2 separate regions of the Pan troglodytes genome follow, and region 2 is linked to region 1. Evidence: chromatin contacts called from public HiChIP or PLAC-seq data. All regions are on one chromosome and are shown on one strand. Each heading gives the region's core, a stretch centred on a gene start, on an enhancer-like site or on the middle of the called end of the contact. The rest is flanking DNA. Distances are from core to core; before and after follow the strand shown. Region 1 holds the start of EDEM2 (ER degradation enhancing alpha-mannosidase like protein 2). Region 2 holds the start of GDF5 (growth differentiation factor 5).

Region 1 (6,798 bases), core at 3,262-5,761:
AGAAAAATTAAAAATTAGCTGGGCATAGTGTCACGCATCTGTGGTCCCAGCTGCTTGGGAGGCTGAGGTGGAAAGATCACTTGAGCCTGGGAAGTCGAGGCTGAAGTGAGTGGTGATAGTGCCTAGGTGACAGAGTGAGACCCTATCTCAAAAAGAAGAAAAATAAAATAAGAATAAAAGTGTAAGGTCAGGCGCGGTGGCTAATGCCTGTAATCCCAACACCTTGGGAGGCTGAGGTGGGCGGATCACCTGAGGTCAGGAGTTCGAGACCAGCCTAGCCAACATGGCAAAACCCTGTCTCTACCACAAATATAAAAATTAGCCGGGCATGGTGGCGCATGCCTGTAATCCCAGCTACTCGGGAGGCTGAGGCAGGAGAATCGCTTGAACCCAGGAGGTGGAGGTTGTGGTGAGCCAAGATCACGCCACTGCACTATGGCCTGGGTGACGAGAGTAAAACTCTCATCTCAAAAAATAATAATAACGAGGTCTGAGACTCTAACCAGGGAGTCGATCGAAATGTTTGGACATACTGCATGCAAAGTTCAAGCATTTCTACAAAGCAACAGATGGGAAATTTCCCACGGATAAACTTATTTTTTGGCAAGTCAAAAGTATGTATTGTGCAAGCCCTGCTTTGGGAGTTGGGAGAACCAAATGACCTCCAGATGCTACAAAAAGGATTCTTCCCTGCTAAAAGAGGTCGAGTGTACTTGGCCAAAGGGGATCTAAAATGCCTTAGCTTCCAACTTCAGGGAACTGAGCTTTTCCCTCTAACTTTCTAGCAAAAGGGAAGGAAATGTTGACCCTAAAACCACATGAAGCTAAAGCTAGAGGACACTGTAGCAGTTCGCCAGATCTCCATTGTTGAATTCTGTATTGGCCTTTTATTTATATATTTGTCATTATTTTCATTAATGCGTTAGAGTATAGGCTGTTTGGGTCCATATCTTGACTCTTCTACTTACTCGGTATGAGACATTGATTAAGTTGCTAAATCTTTCTTCAATTCTTTGAATCTGTGCTTCAGGTTTTTGGTTTATAAAATGGTGATAATGACACTTTCTCAGAGGGTTGTGGTAAGGATTAATGGTGTTGATGGATGTAAAGTACAAAGAACATTACTTGCTATGTAAATGTTCGCTATTATCAATACATGTGACTATTTTCTCCTTCTCCTTCTTCTTGTCCCCCTCCCCATCCCCCTCCTCTTCCTTGTTTAGTTGGCAAATAGTCAAATTCCATTTGGAATGCTGTCCCACTGTTTTATTCTGCTTCATGGATGTTTCTGGGGGAAATTTGTGCAGTCGATGTGTGTTGAATTCTGTTTTCTGATTTTTTGCAATAACTGTATGGATCTGTTAATATTTTCCTTGTGCTGAGAGATAGTCTCACTCTTTCATCTTCCAGATATGGAAACTGAGTCCCCAAAAGGGAAAATGACTTGCCCGAGATCACACAGAGATAGTGGATAAACAAGTAACAAGACCAAGGGTTTCCGACAACCAGTCCAAGTCTTGTTCCACTGAACACAGAGTCCGAGGACATTGGCCTCAGATACTGATGTGATCTGAGCTCCCTCCAAACTCTATTCACCCACAGGGAAGACTTGAACACCCTATGATTCCAAGTATTCTCCAATTGACATCTTCCCCTTCTAACAAAATTGCAAGCACTTCAAGGGAAAGGACTATGACTTGATTATTTTGGAATCTTAGTTATATGCTCAGCACTGTGCCTCAAACTTTTGAGGGTAGGAACTATTGCCTATAACACCTTGGATGACTCGGGGCAGATGCTCAGTAAATGGAAACAACTGCCCTGCCTTAAAAAAAAAAGAAGAGTTGGGGAGGCAGGGAAGAGAATTAATATGTATCAAGAACTTAAGATATACCAGTCACTGTGCTGAGAATGTTCACTTTCATTATCCCATTTAATTCCCAGAATTCCTTTATGGCCTCATCAATTTCTGTATTTTACAATAGGAAATTGAGTCTCAGAGAGGTAGGCAACTTACCCTGAGTCTCTTCACAAGTAAATGCTCAAGTGTGACACTTCACTGGTGGGTCATAACCTTCTAGAATCCAATATCATAAACACAGAGTGAGAGAAAGAAGAGTCCTGATACTTTCCAGAGGGTAAAACAATTTTTTTATTCTCATTAGAGAACTATGAAATTAGTCACATGAATTGTGAAAACTTAAGTCATGGTTTTATTTGTTCAGTGACAGTGTGGAAAATGACATCAAGCTAGAAAAAGAATATAAAGGAAAATCATGAGTGTTTCAATCTTGCTCATAAAGAGAGACCTATCGTTACCAAATCCAGGCAACCTGAACCCACCCTTCCTGCAAAAGTTTTATCCACACTAGAATTTTGAATGGGAGACAAAAAGATAAGCTATAGGATTTATAATATGGAGAAGGTGAATTTCGTCACAGGGAAAGGCCCAGGTCTGAAAAATATTTAGTCCCTGCGCTAGGCTGGAAACAGCCCCCTAAAGTCCAGGTCCTAATCTCTGGAAACTGTAAATGTTTCTCTATTTGGAAAAATGGTGTTTGTTTTTTTTTTTCCCTAGATGTGATTAAGTTAAAAATCTTGGAATGGGAGTTTATCCTGTATTATCTGGGTTGGGGAGGGGGCGGGGGGGGTCCTAAATGCAATTATAAATGTCCTTATAAGAGAAAAGCAGAAGGAGATGTGACACATCCACAGAGAAGGCGATATGAAGGCACGGGCACATACTGGAGTGATACAACCATAAGCCAAGGAATGCCAGCAGTCAGGAGAATCTAGAGAGGCAAGGAAGGGATTATCCCTTAGAGCCTTTGGAGTGGGTGTGGCCCTGTCAATAACTTAATTTTAGCCCAGTGAAATTGATTTCAGGCTCCTGACCTCCCAAACTGCGAGAGAATAAATTTCTGTTGCTTTAAGCCACTTGGTTTGTGGTAATTTGTTGCAGGAATCACAGGAAACGAATACAGTGCTCCTGTGTTGTTATCCAGGTCTCAGCTTACTGTCATCTCCTTTCCCTTCCATTTGGAAGCCCCAAGAAGAGTTTTTGTTTGTTTGTTTGTTTGTTTTGTTTTTTTTTTTTTGAGGCAGAGTATCGCTCTGTCTCCCAGGCTGGAGTGCAGTGGCCTGATCTTGATCTCGGCTCACTACAACCTCTACAACCTCCACCTCCCGGGTTCAAGCGATTCTCCTGCCTCAGCCTCCTGAGTAGCTGGGACTACAGGCGTCTGCCACCACTCCCGGCCAATTTTTGTATTTTTAGTAGAGACAGGGTTTCACCATATTGGCCAGGTTGGTCTTGAACTCCTGACCTTGTGATCCGCCCACCTTGGCCTCCCAAAGTGCTGGGATTACAGGCGTGAGCCACCGCGCCCGGCCAAGAAGAGTTTCTAAAAACATCCCAGGCTGGGTACGGTGGCTTATGCCTGTAATCCCAGCACTTTGGGAGGCCGAGGTGGGTGGATCACCTGAGGTCAGGAGTTCGAGACCAGCCTGGCCAACATGGCGAAACCCCTTCTCTACTAAAAATATAAAAATTAGCTGGGCGCAGTGGCAGGCGCCTGTAATCCCAGCTACTCAGGAAGCTGAGGCAGGAGAATCACTTGAACCCAGAAGGCGGAGGTTGCAGTGAGCTGAGATAGCACCACTCCAGCCTGGGTGACAAGAATGAAACTCCATCTCAATAAATAAATAAATAAATAAATAAATAAATACATCCTAATATTTACTGAGTGTCTCTTCTGCCAGACACTATGCCAGGCACTTTACATGCAATAGCTCACCAAATCCTCACAATCCTATTAACTAGGTACTAATATTATTCCTATTGTACAGATGAGATAACTGAGGCTCAGAGAAAAACTGGCAGGGTCACATCCTAACAGGTGATGAAGCTCGTACTCCAACTCAGGTCTGCCCAAATATAAAGCCCATACTTTTAGCCTCTAGGCTATATCACCTCAATCTCTCTGGGTTGTCAGGGATTTAATTCTGTCAACGGATAGCATTTTGAGACACTTACTTGGGGGATGTTTTCAGGGATGTGGGACCAAAGGAGACAAAGCCTGGCTGCACTCTGGCTCAACAAACTGAGCTATCACTTCCATCTGACTTTTTCAGCAAATAGGAGATAGCCAATCCTAGAATCATAGAAAGCTCGACCGAAAAGGATCTCAAAGATCCATTTGTTCAAACTCCTCATTATTTATAGACAAGGATGCTAGCCCCAGAGAAGGAGAGGGTCACATACACTGGTTATAGATGAGTGACAGAGTTGTAATTAACTGGATCCTAGATCTGACTTCAAATCCAGGGTTGGTTCTACCGCATGTCACACTGACCAAAGTCATGGGTGTTGCTGTGGTCTAAGGTGCTGACCAAATTTTAGAAACTTGGGAATAAGGGAAATGGAGAAATGGATCATAAACCTCCTGAAAGCTATAGTGCCCTAGGGTAGTCATTCATCTTTTTTTTTTTTTTTTTTTTTTTTGATATGGAGTTTTGCTGTTTTGCCCAGGCTGGAGTGGAGTGGCGCGATCCTCGCTCACTGCAACCTCCGCCTTCCGGTTTCAAGCGATTCTCCGGCCTCAGCCTTCCGAGTAGCTGGGATTACAGGCACCCGCCACCACCCCTGGCTAATTTTTGTATTTTTAGTAAAGACGGGGTTTCACCATGTTGGCCAGGTTGGTCTCTATCTCTTAACCTGAGGTGATCCATGCACCTCAGCCTCCCAAAATGTTGGGATTACAGGCGTGAGCCACCGCGCCCAACCAGAGTATTCATTCTTACCTAAGACATTCTACAGGGCTGATGGGGTAAGCTTCCGGTTTGAGATGGAGACTGAAGGGACCATGATTGTGTAACCACATCCCAAATTGGGAGGAGAGAAATGTCATGAATTCCTAGAACTGACGGGATTTCAGGAAACCTCAAGAGTGACAGCATCGGAAAATGCAAGAGGTTTAAAAAAAAAAAAATTGAAGTTTTGGACAAATAAATGTGAGTTGTATCTTATACAATCAACAAGTAACTGGTTTGGGAAACTCAATATCCCTAAATAAGGGAGCAGACCACCCCTCATATTGTCTTATGCCCAATTTCTGCCTCAAAGAAAATGCAGGAGTTAAAAGAAAGACAGAAGTGAAATCAGTAGTCAGACAGCCCCGCGCTGCATTCCAGGCCTGGTAATTAAAGATCGACCCCTGACCTAACCGGTTATATTATCTATAGATTCCAGACATTGTATGGAAAAGCATTGTGAAAATCCCTATCCTGTTCTGTTCCGTTCTGATTACCGGTGCACCGGTAATCAGTCACGTACCCCCTGCTTGCTCAATCAATCACGACCCTCTCACGCGGACCCCCTTAGAGTTGTAAGCTCTTAAAAGGGACAGGAATTGCTCACTCGGGGAGCTCCGTTTTTGAGAAGTGAGTCAGCTGACGCTCCCGGCCGAATAAAGCTCCTTCCTTCTTTAACCCGGTGTCTGAGGAGTTTTGTCTGCGGCTCGTCCTGCTAGATAATAATAGTAAAGGCTGAACATTTCTCATGCTTACCCTGCCTTCATACTTAATAAGGTTGTTGAAAAAAATGAGAGAATGCATTTTAAATGCTCCGTACAGTACTAGTACACAATAAGTGCTCAATACATGCTAGCTGTTATTATTAAAACATTAATTAATAACAGTAGTAACAACAGCCACTGACTTTAAGACACGTTGATCAGTGTTGCGGAAACCGTATATCCGAAGTTGCTCTTCGGCCGCGTTTCACTGCCCATTGCATTCTGGGGCTTGTAGTCCGGAAGTGAGAGGCTGATTTCTCAGCGCGCAGGCGCAGTGGCGCGGATCCCCGGAAGAACCCGCAGCAGCTCCCAGGATGAGCTGGTTGCAGTGGCTGCTGCTGCTGCGGGGGCGCTGAGAGGACACGAGCTCTATGCCTTTCCGGCTGCTCATCCCGCTTGGCCTCCTGTGCGCGCTGCTGCCTCTGCACCATGGTGCGCCAGGTCCCGACGGCTCCGCGCCAGATCCCGCCCACTACAGGTGAAGGAGGCCAGGTTCCCGCCCTTTCGCAGTTGGGGAATGGGAAGCGCGAACCGGGTCCTTTCCCTTTCCGTCCATCCCAGACCCCGACTTGCTCCGACCCAGCCGCTAGGTCCCAGGGAGAAATCAGCTAGTGATTCCCACTTTCCGCCCTGTATCTTGTTCTTCCCCCGCTTGTTGTTGTGTTCTTGCCCCATGCCTGATTTCTCGTCCCCCACCCAGGGAGCGAGTCAAGGCCATGTTCTACCACGCCTACGACAGCTACCTGGAGAATGCCTTTCCCTTCGATGAGCTGCGACCTCTCACCTGTGACGGGCACGACACCTGGGGCAGGTAGTGCGAGCGGAGGGGCAAGGGGCGGCCAGGGTCTGACTCTCTGGGCCTCGGCGGGCGGGTCAGCTGGGGCTGGTGGCTTCATGGTCTCCTCACCGGCACCAGAAAGCTCCCAGCTGAGCTAGAGCCGCGCTCCCCGCAATTCTTACTATCACCTCCAGGATCCACTTAGCCTCTCGCAGTGAAAAAAAAGTCCTGGATTAGCCGGGTGGGCTGGATCGCTGGGCTCAGCCCCAGCAGTAACAGGCATCAGCTGTGGGGACATAGGCAATTTCTGGAGTAACAAGATACCGTGGAAGGGCTCCAAGAATTAGAAAACCCACCCCTTTCATTATGTAGGTGGGCATTCAGATCCAGGAAGGAGTGTGACACTCCTAAAACTTAAGTCTTTGTAGTTGGTGTGCCCCGTGC
Region 2 (7,344 bases), core at 4,196-6,695, 290 kb before region 1:
GGTGAAACCCTGTCTCTACTAAAAATACAAAAATTAGCCAGGGGTGGTGGCGCATGCCTGTAGTCCCAGCTACTTGGGAGGCTGAGACAGGAGAATTGCTCGAACCTGGGAGGCAGAGGTTGCAGTGAGCCGATATCATGCCATTGCACTCCAGCCTGGGCAACAGAACTAGACTCTGTCTCCAATAATAATAATAATAATAATAATAATAATCTGGCCCACTGACTTTATAAGGATGATTTATGGAACAGCAATGAGACAATGGATGGGGAAACATAAAAGCAAAAGGCTCTACATGGCAGAAGGGGCTGCAGAGATTACTTCCATGTCAGTGGCTTCCCAAGGCTCCCATCCTCTACCTCAAGTTTGACATTAATATTGCTGACAGGAGAGGGGGAGGTTGGGGGACACAGGGGACCCAGGGACGCTGTGTCCCAGTAATTAAACATGTCGGGACTGAAGCACTGCCAGCGGCAGCATCTGGTTGCAATTACCAGAGGGAACCAAAGTGATTAGTCACCTTTATAGTGAGAGCCAGGCAGGAACCCTGGGCTCCTCTCTGGAGAGGGCCTTCTAACCAAGCTCAGAGTCCCCTTTCCCTGTTCCCAGCCCATTTCTGGGAGTTCCCTGGTCCTCAAACAATAGCCCTGGCCTCGAGACTCCTCCATGTCCCCAAAGTCCCAGCCCACTGGGTTAGACGTTGACTGAAAGGAATACTGTAACTTTCCTCAGTGCCCTATCACTTCTAGTGTTTCTGGGGGCCAGATTAGGCTTTTTTGGTATAAAATGTGTTGAAGCCAAAATTAGATTTAAAAAATAATTTAACCTTTCTGAACCTAAATTTATTTATCTTTAAAATGAGAGTATTGGGCCAGGCATGGTGGCTCATGCCTGTAATCCTAGCACTTTGGGAGGCCGAGGTGGGCAGATCACTTGAGGTCAGGAGTTCGAGACCAGCCTGGCCAACATGGTGAAACCCCCGTCTCTACAAAAATACAAAAAATTAGCCGGGCATCTTGGTGCGCATTGGTAGTCCCAGCTACTTGGGAGGCTGAGGCAGGAGAATCACTTAAACCCGGGAGGCAGAGGTTGTAATGAGCTGAGATTGAGCCACTGCACTCTTCACTCTAGCCTAAGTGACAGAGCAAGACTCTGTCTCAAAAAAAAAAAAAAAAGATGGGTATCAAGAGTTACCTTCGGGCTGGGCACGGCGGCTCATGCCTGTAATCCCAGCACTAGGGGAGGCCAAGCCACATACAGAGACATTGTGGTTGTTCAACTCGTTCATTTATTCACTCTCTGAGCTTACAAAATGCTTTTTTGTGGATCACCTGAGGTCAGGAGTTGGGACCAGCCTGGCCAACATGGTGAAACCCCATCTCTACTAAAAATACAAAAATTAGCTGGGCGTGGTGGTACACATCTGTAATCCCAGCTACTCAGGAGGCTGAAGCAGGAAAACCCCTTGAACCCGGGAGGCGGGGGTTGCAGTGAGCTGAGATCGCGCCATTGCACTCCAGCCTGGGTGACAGAGCGAGCCTCCATCTCAAAAAAATAAAAAAAGTTACTTTCGGCCACGTGTGGTGATTCACACATGTAATCCCAGCACTTTGGGAAGCCAAGGCGGGCAGATCACTTGAGCCCAGAAATTTGAGACCAGCCTGGGCAACATGGCGAGACCCTGTCTCTACAAAGAATACAAAAGTTAGCTGGGCATCGTGATGTGCACCTGTAGTCCTAGCTACTTGGAAGGCTGAGGTGGGAGGATCACCTGAGCCCCATGATCACGCCATTGCACTCCAACCTGGGCAACAGGTAAGACCCTGTCTCAAAAAACAACAATGAAAACCACTACCTTCATAGCATTGTCATGAAGATAAATAACACATAAATGCAATGGAGTACAAAACCCAGAGTCTAGTTGACTGGAATAAGTGCTTAAAAAAAAATAGCTATTATTGGCCGGGTATGGTGGCTTACGCCTGTAATCCCAGGACTTTGGGAGGCCGAGGCAGGCAGATCACAAGGTCAGGAGATCGAGACCATCCTGGCTACCACAGTGAAACCCCATCTCTACTAAAAATACAAAAATTAGCCAGGCGTGGTGGCACACACCTGTAGTCCCAGCTACTTGGGAGGCTGAGGCAGGAGAATCACTTGAACCCGGGAGGTGGAGGTTGCAGTGAGCCAAGATCATGCCACTGTACTCCAGCCTGGGTGACAGAGTGAGACTCCATCTAAAAAAAAAAAAAAGCTATCATTAACAATTGCCATTAATAGTTGATCACTTTATGCAATTTAATTTTATTTATTTATCTATTTTTTTAGTAGAGACAGGGTTTCACCGTGTTAGCCAGGATGGTCTTGATCTCCTGACCTCGTGATCCACCTGCCTCGGCCTCCCAAAGTGCTGGGATTACAGGCGTGAGCCACTGCGCCTGGCCGCAATTTACTTCATTGAATCTCCAACAAGAGTCCTGTGAGGTAAGCACTATCGTTATCACTGTTTAGAGTTTCAGAGAGGTTTAGAGGCTTCCCAAGATCACACAATACATAAATAGCAGAACCAAGCTTCAAAACCAGGTCTGTTTGTCTCCAGAATCCTTGCTCTTTATCAAGCCATGTACAGAGACATTGTGGTTGTTCAACTCATTCATTTATTCACTCTCTGAGCTTACAAAATGCTTAAGAAGTGGCAAGACAATTCTTCCCTTCAAGGAACTTAGAGTCTAATGGGAAAGGCAGGTTATGTCCACAAATAACTACACCTCAAAGTAGAAAATGATGATTTTTGTAAATAAGGGCCAGTTAGAGATTAATTTATTCATATAACACGTACTGAGAGCTGCTGTGTGCTGGGCCCTGTGCCAAGCACTGGGTATAATTCAAAGATAAATATGGCACAGTCTAGTCATAATCTAATGGGAGAGACAGGTATGTAAAGAAATTATTATAGTTATAAGGAATTAAGTTATGATTTTAAAATATGACAAAATACAGAGTGGAAGAAACAAACTGTGTTGGGATAGGGGGCAGAGGCAGAGACTGAATAAACTTTCAGCTGCCAAAAAATGTAAAAGAGCACAGAAAATGTGTGATGGCAGCTCAGGGGGAGTGTGCATTTTCTGGAGGATGCAAGAAGGCTTCATGGAGGAGGTGGCACGTGGGTTGGCACTTGTTTGATGGGTAGCTTTTAGTAGAGGGTTGAACCAGAAAGAGCCTGGAGGCCTAGAAGCCAGTTATAGGGGAGAATCATAGCGAGGCAAGCAATGAGGAGGACAGGGCAGTGATGGAGGTGGTGAGGAGGGAGTGAAGGGAGGGATGCCAGAGAGGACTGGTTCAGTGGGAACAAGCCTGTTTTTAATTTTTTTATTTTATTAATATTATTTATTTACTTATTTTGTGTGTGTGTGATGGACTCTAGCTCTGTCACCTAGGCTGGAGTGCAGTGGTGCGATCTCGGCTCACTGCAACCTTTGCCTCCACACCCGGCTAATTTTTTGTATTTTTGGTAGAGATGCCTGCAATCCCAGCACTTTGAGAGGCCAAGGTGGGTGGATCACTTGAGGTCAGGAGCTCGAGACCAGACTGGCCAACATGGTGAAACTCCGTCTCTACTAAAAATACAAAAAATAGATAGGCATGGTGGTGTGCACCTGTAGTCCCAGCTACTCGAGAGGCTAAGGCAGGAGAATCGTTTGAACCCAGGAGGTGGAGATTATAGTGAGCCAAGATCGCACCACTGCACTCCAGCCTAGGTGACAGAGTGAGACTCTGTCTCAAAAAAAAAAAAAAAAAAAAAAGAAGGAAGCCTATCTGACTATTGCTTCTCCCCCGCCATCCTTCTTACAGCGTGACAAGTGTTGTTGTAGAGAAATGTACAGAAGGGGTAATTGGCTCTGTCTGGAGACGAGGAAAGGCTTCCCGAAGGAGGTAAATTTTCAGCTAAACTTCTCAGGATGTGGAGTGCTTCCTCCAGTTGTGGGAGAGAGAGAGGAGGATATTTCAGGTGAAGCGAACAGCTTTCCCCGCTGACCCTGTGTTAAGTTGCCCAGGGGCTCTACGGCGAAGGTTCCCCAGAGGAAGGGATCTTCCATACTTCAATGAGGCACTTTAAGAAACCCTTGAGTTCAGCTGGAATTCAGACCTTCCAGAGCTACCAGAAAAACATCATGTGGGAAATTGGTGGCTCACGCCTGTAATCCCAGCACTTTGGGAGGCCGAGGCGGGCAGATCACGAGGTCAGGAGATCGCGACCATCCTGGCTAACATGGTGAAACCCCATCTCTACTACAAACATAAAAAATCAGCCAGGTGTGGTGGCAGGGGCCTGTAGTCCCAGCTACTGGGGAGGCTGAGGCAGGGGAATGGCGTGAACCTGGGAGGCAGAGATTGCAGTGAGCTGAGATCATGCCACTGCACTCGACAGAGCGAGACTCCGTCTCAAAAAAAAAAAAAAAAAAAAAAAAAAAGCGTCATGTGGGAAATGGCTTTTCCAGCCTCCTGTAGGGGCCGCTGCTGCCCCAGACTCTGCCAGTCTTTTCTAAGAAAACTCAGAGGACGTCTCTGCCGGGGTGGTGGTGGGGTACACCCTGGACCTGCCGCCATCCAAGGAGTGAACTTAAGGGCGGCAGTGCCCCCAAGCCTGAAGAATATGCACTCAGTCAATGGGATTTGGGGGTAGGGAGGGGGTGTAGTGGGCACTGATATTTTTCAGTCTCTGGGTCACCACAAGTTTATTAAAATAAAAGAAAATGTGGGTAAATGCTGCCATCTGTGCTGTCCCTACTCCCAATACACACACACAGGCACACACACACACAGACACACATAAACACACACACACACACACACACACGCATAACAAATCAGGTCCCAGACTAGATGCAGGAGTTGAAACTGCTTTAAAAACACTCTAAGGACTTAACTACAAACCCACACTCCCCATGCTTCTGGGGCTTAAGATCTTTGAGCTCATTCTTCAGCATCTCTCCTCGGGAAAGTGGGGTGGGCTGCTCCATGAGGTGGAGGTGAAGACCCCTGAGTCTGCCCCGTGGAGGGGGAGGCCCCCTAAGCCTAGAGTCCCGCTGCGGGGCTCCGTGCCAGGAGCCCCCGTGAGCCATGGCCTCGAAAGGGCAGTGGTGATTTTTTTCACATAAATATATCGCACTTAAATGAGTTTAGACAGCATGACATCAGAGAGTAATTAAATTGGTTTGGGTTGGAATTCCGTTTCCAATTCCTGAGTTCAGGTTTGTAAAAGATTTTTCTGAGCACCTGCAGGCCTGTGAGTGTGTGTGTGTGTGTGTGTGTGAAGTATTTTCACTGGAAAGGATTCAAAACTAGGGGGAAAAAAAAACTGGAGCACACAGGCAGCATTACGCCATTCTTCCTTCTTGGAAAAATCCCTCAGCCTTATACAAGCCTCCTTCAAGCCCTCAGTCAGTTGTGCAGGAGAAAGGGGGCGGTCGGCTTTCTCCTTTCAAGAACGAGTTATTTTCAGCTGCTGACTGGAGACGGTGCACGTCTGGATACGAGAGCATTTCCACTATGGGACTGGATACAAACACACACCCGGCAGACTTCAAGAGTCTCAGACTGAGGAGAAAGCCTTTCCTTCTGCTGCTACTGCTGCTGCCGCTGCTTTTGAAAGTCCACTCCTTTCATGGTTTTTCCTGCCAAACCAGAGGCACCTTCGCTGCTGCCGCTGTTCTCTTTGGTGTCATTCAGCGGCTGGCCAGAGGATGAGACTCCCCAAACTCCTCACTTTATTGCTTTGGTACCTGGCTTGGCTGGACCTGGAATTCATCTGCACTGTGTTGGGTGCCCCTGACTTGGGCCAGAGACCCCAGGGGACCAGGCCAGGATTGGCCAAAGCAGAGGCCAAGGAGAGGCCCCCCCTGGCCCGGAACGTCTTCAGGCCAGGGGGTCACAGCTATGGTGGGGGGGCCACCAATGCCAATGCCAGGGCAAAGGGAGGCACCGGGCAGAAAGGAGGCCTGACACAGCCCAAGAAGGATGAACCCAAAAAGCTGCCCCCCAGACCGGGCGGCCCTGAACCCAAGCCAGGACACCCTCCCCAAACAAGGCAGGCTACAGCCCGGACTGTGACCCCAAAAGGACAGCTTCCCGGAGGCAAGGCACCCCCAAAAGCAGGATCTGTCCCCAGCTCCTTCCTGCTGAAGAAGGCCAGGGAGCCCGGGCCCCCACGAGAGCCCAAGGAGCCGTTTCGCCCACCCCCCATCACACCCCACGAGTACATGCTCTCGCTGTACAGGACGCTGTCCGATGCTGACAGAAAGGGAGGCAACAGCAGCGTGAAGTTGGAGGCTGGCCTGGCCAACACCATCACCAGCTTTATTGACAAAGGGCAAGGTGAGGGGGTGGGGTGGCAGGGGCACGGCTCAGAGGGAGGGGCATCTGCATGAATGGAGGGGCTTTCAAAGCCCTGGCACTGCCCTGGTGGGAGACACTGTGTGCATCTGGCCCGGGGTGGGTGTCTGGGGACACTGACACATATCTCACACATAGCAGATCCTAGGCTGCCCACACATCAGGGCTGGAGGGCACCTAGGAAGCACCAGGTCCAACGCCTGCAAGGTGCAGAGTGGGCACTAAAGCCTAGAGAGAAGACAAGACCTGCCAGTTCGTGGCAGAGTTGGAGACCAGATTCCGAGACTTGATTACTCAGTTGTGCATCTGTATCTGCTGGGCTGGCCGAACTTTCCAAGCTCCAGAGGTTTGTAGGTGGTCTCAGACAGCAGAGAAAGAAATGAATCTTGAGGTCCCCATGCTTCTGCAACTTTGCCCTCAGGCAAGGGGCTAGAGGAGGCAAGAGAGGTGCACACAGTAAATGGGGCATCTTGGAGTCATGGAATGATGTTCAGATACATGGGGAGGGAGCAGACCCAGGGCCTAACTCGCAGTATGACCTTGGGAAAGCTCCTTCTCACTTGGGGTCTCCGTTTTCCCATCTGTACACCTATATGGGGTTGGACAGGGTGGTTTCTGAGAGCCCTTCCAACATGAAAACTTTAGGTCCTGTCCTGAACATGCCTCATTCTCCTCATTAACTCCAGAGACTACCTGCTCCCCTCTGTCTCTCTCGGCCCACCTAATGTTACTGTTGCAGCTTTTCCTCTCCACTTGCTGTGTGATCTAAGCAAGTCCCTCCCCCTCTCAGGGCCTCAGTTTCTTCCTAGTGTGAAGAGGGAGGTGGGCTGTTGGTCGCTCAAGTTGCCTGCAGCTCATTTGCTCTGGTCCTAGGCTGGCAGGGTGGGGGAGGGGTCAGAGGGTGGGAGAGGCTCCTCATTAGAGCTGGCCTGGAGGGGGCTGCCAGGGGGC

The links. HiChIP or PLAC-seq counts read pairs in DNA pulled down with a chosen protein or histone mark.
Region 2: a contact with region 1 is called in an H3K4me3 HiChIP or PLAC-seq map of stem cell-derived excitatory neurons, with 10 times the contacts expected there. The contact joins the promoter of GDF5 here to the promoter of EDEM2 in region 1. A contact is called at or near these places in 1 of 7 Hi-C or Micro-C datasets (stem cell-derived neural progenitor cells) and 1 of 1 datasets of contacts at active chromatin or transcription factors (stem cell-derived excitatory neurons).

Annotation. Positions count from the first base shown.
Region 1 is chr21:41,382,711-41,389,508 of NHGRI_mPanTro3-v2.0_pri, reverse strand. It overlaps EDEM2 (ER degradation enhancing alpha-mannosidase like protein 2), which reads left to right and starts at 4,511. Exons shown (of 11, transcript XM_514601.5): 1 at 4,511-6,054; 2 at 6,277-6,387. The coding sequence starts at 5,948.
Region 2 is chr21:41,670,717-41,678,060 of NHGRI_mPanTro3-v2.0_pri, reverse strand. GDF5 (growth differentiation factor 5) reads left to right here and starts at 5,445. Exons shown (of 2, transcript XM_530287.8): 1 at 5,445-6,375. The coding sequence starts at 5,745.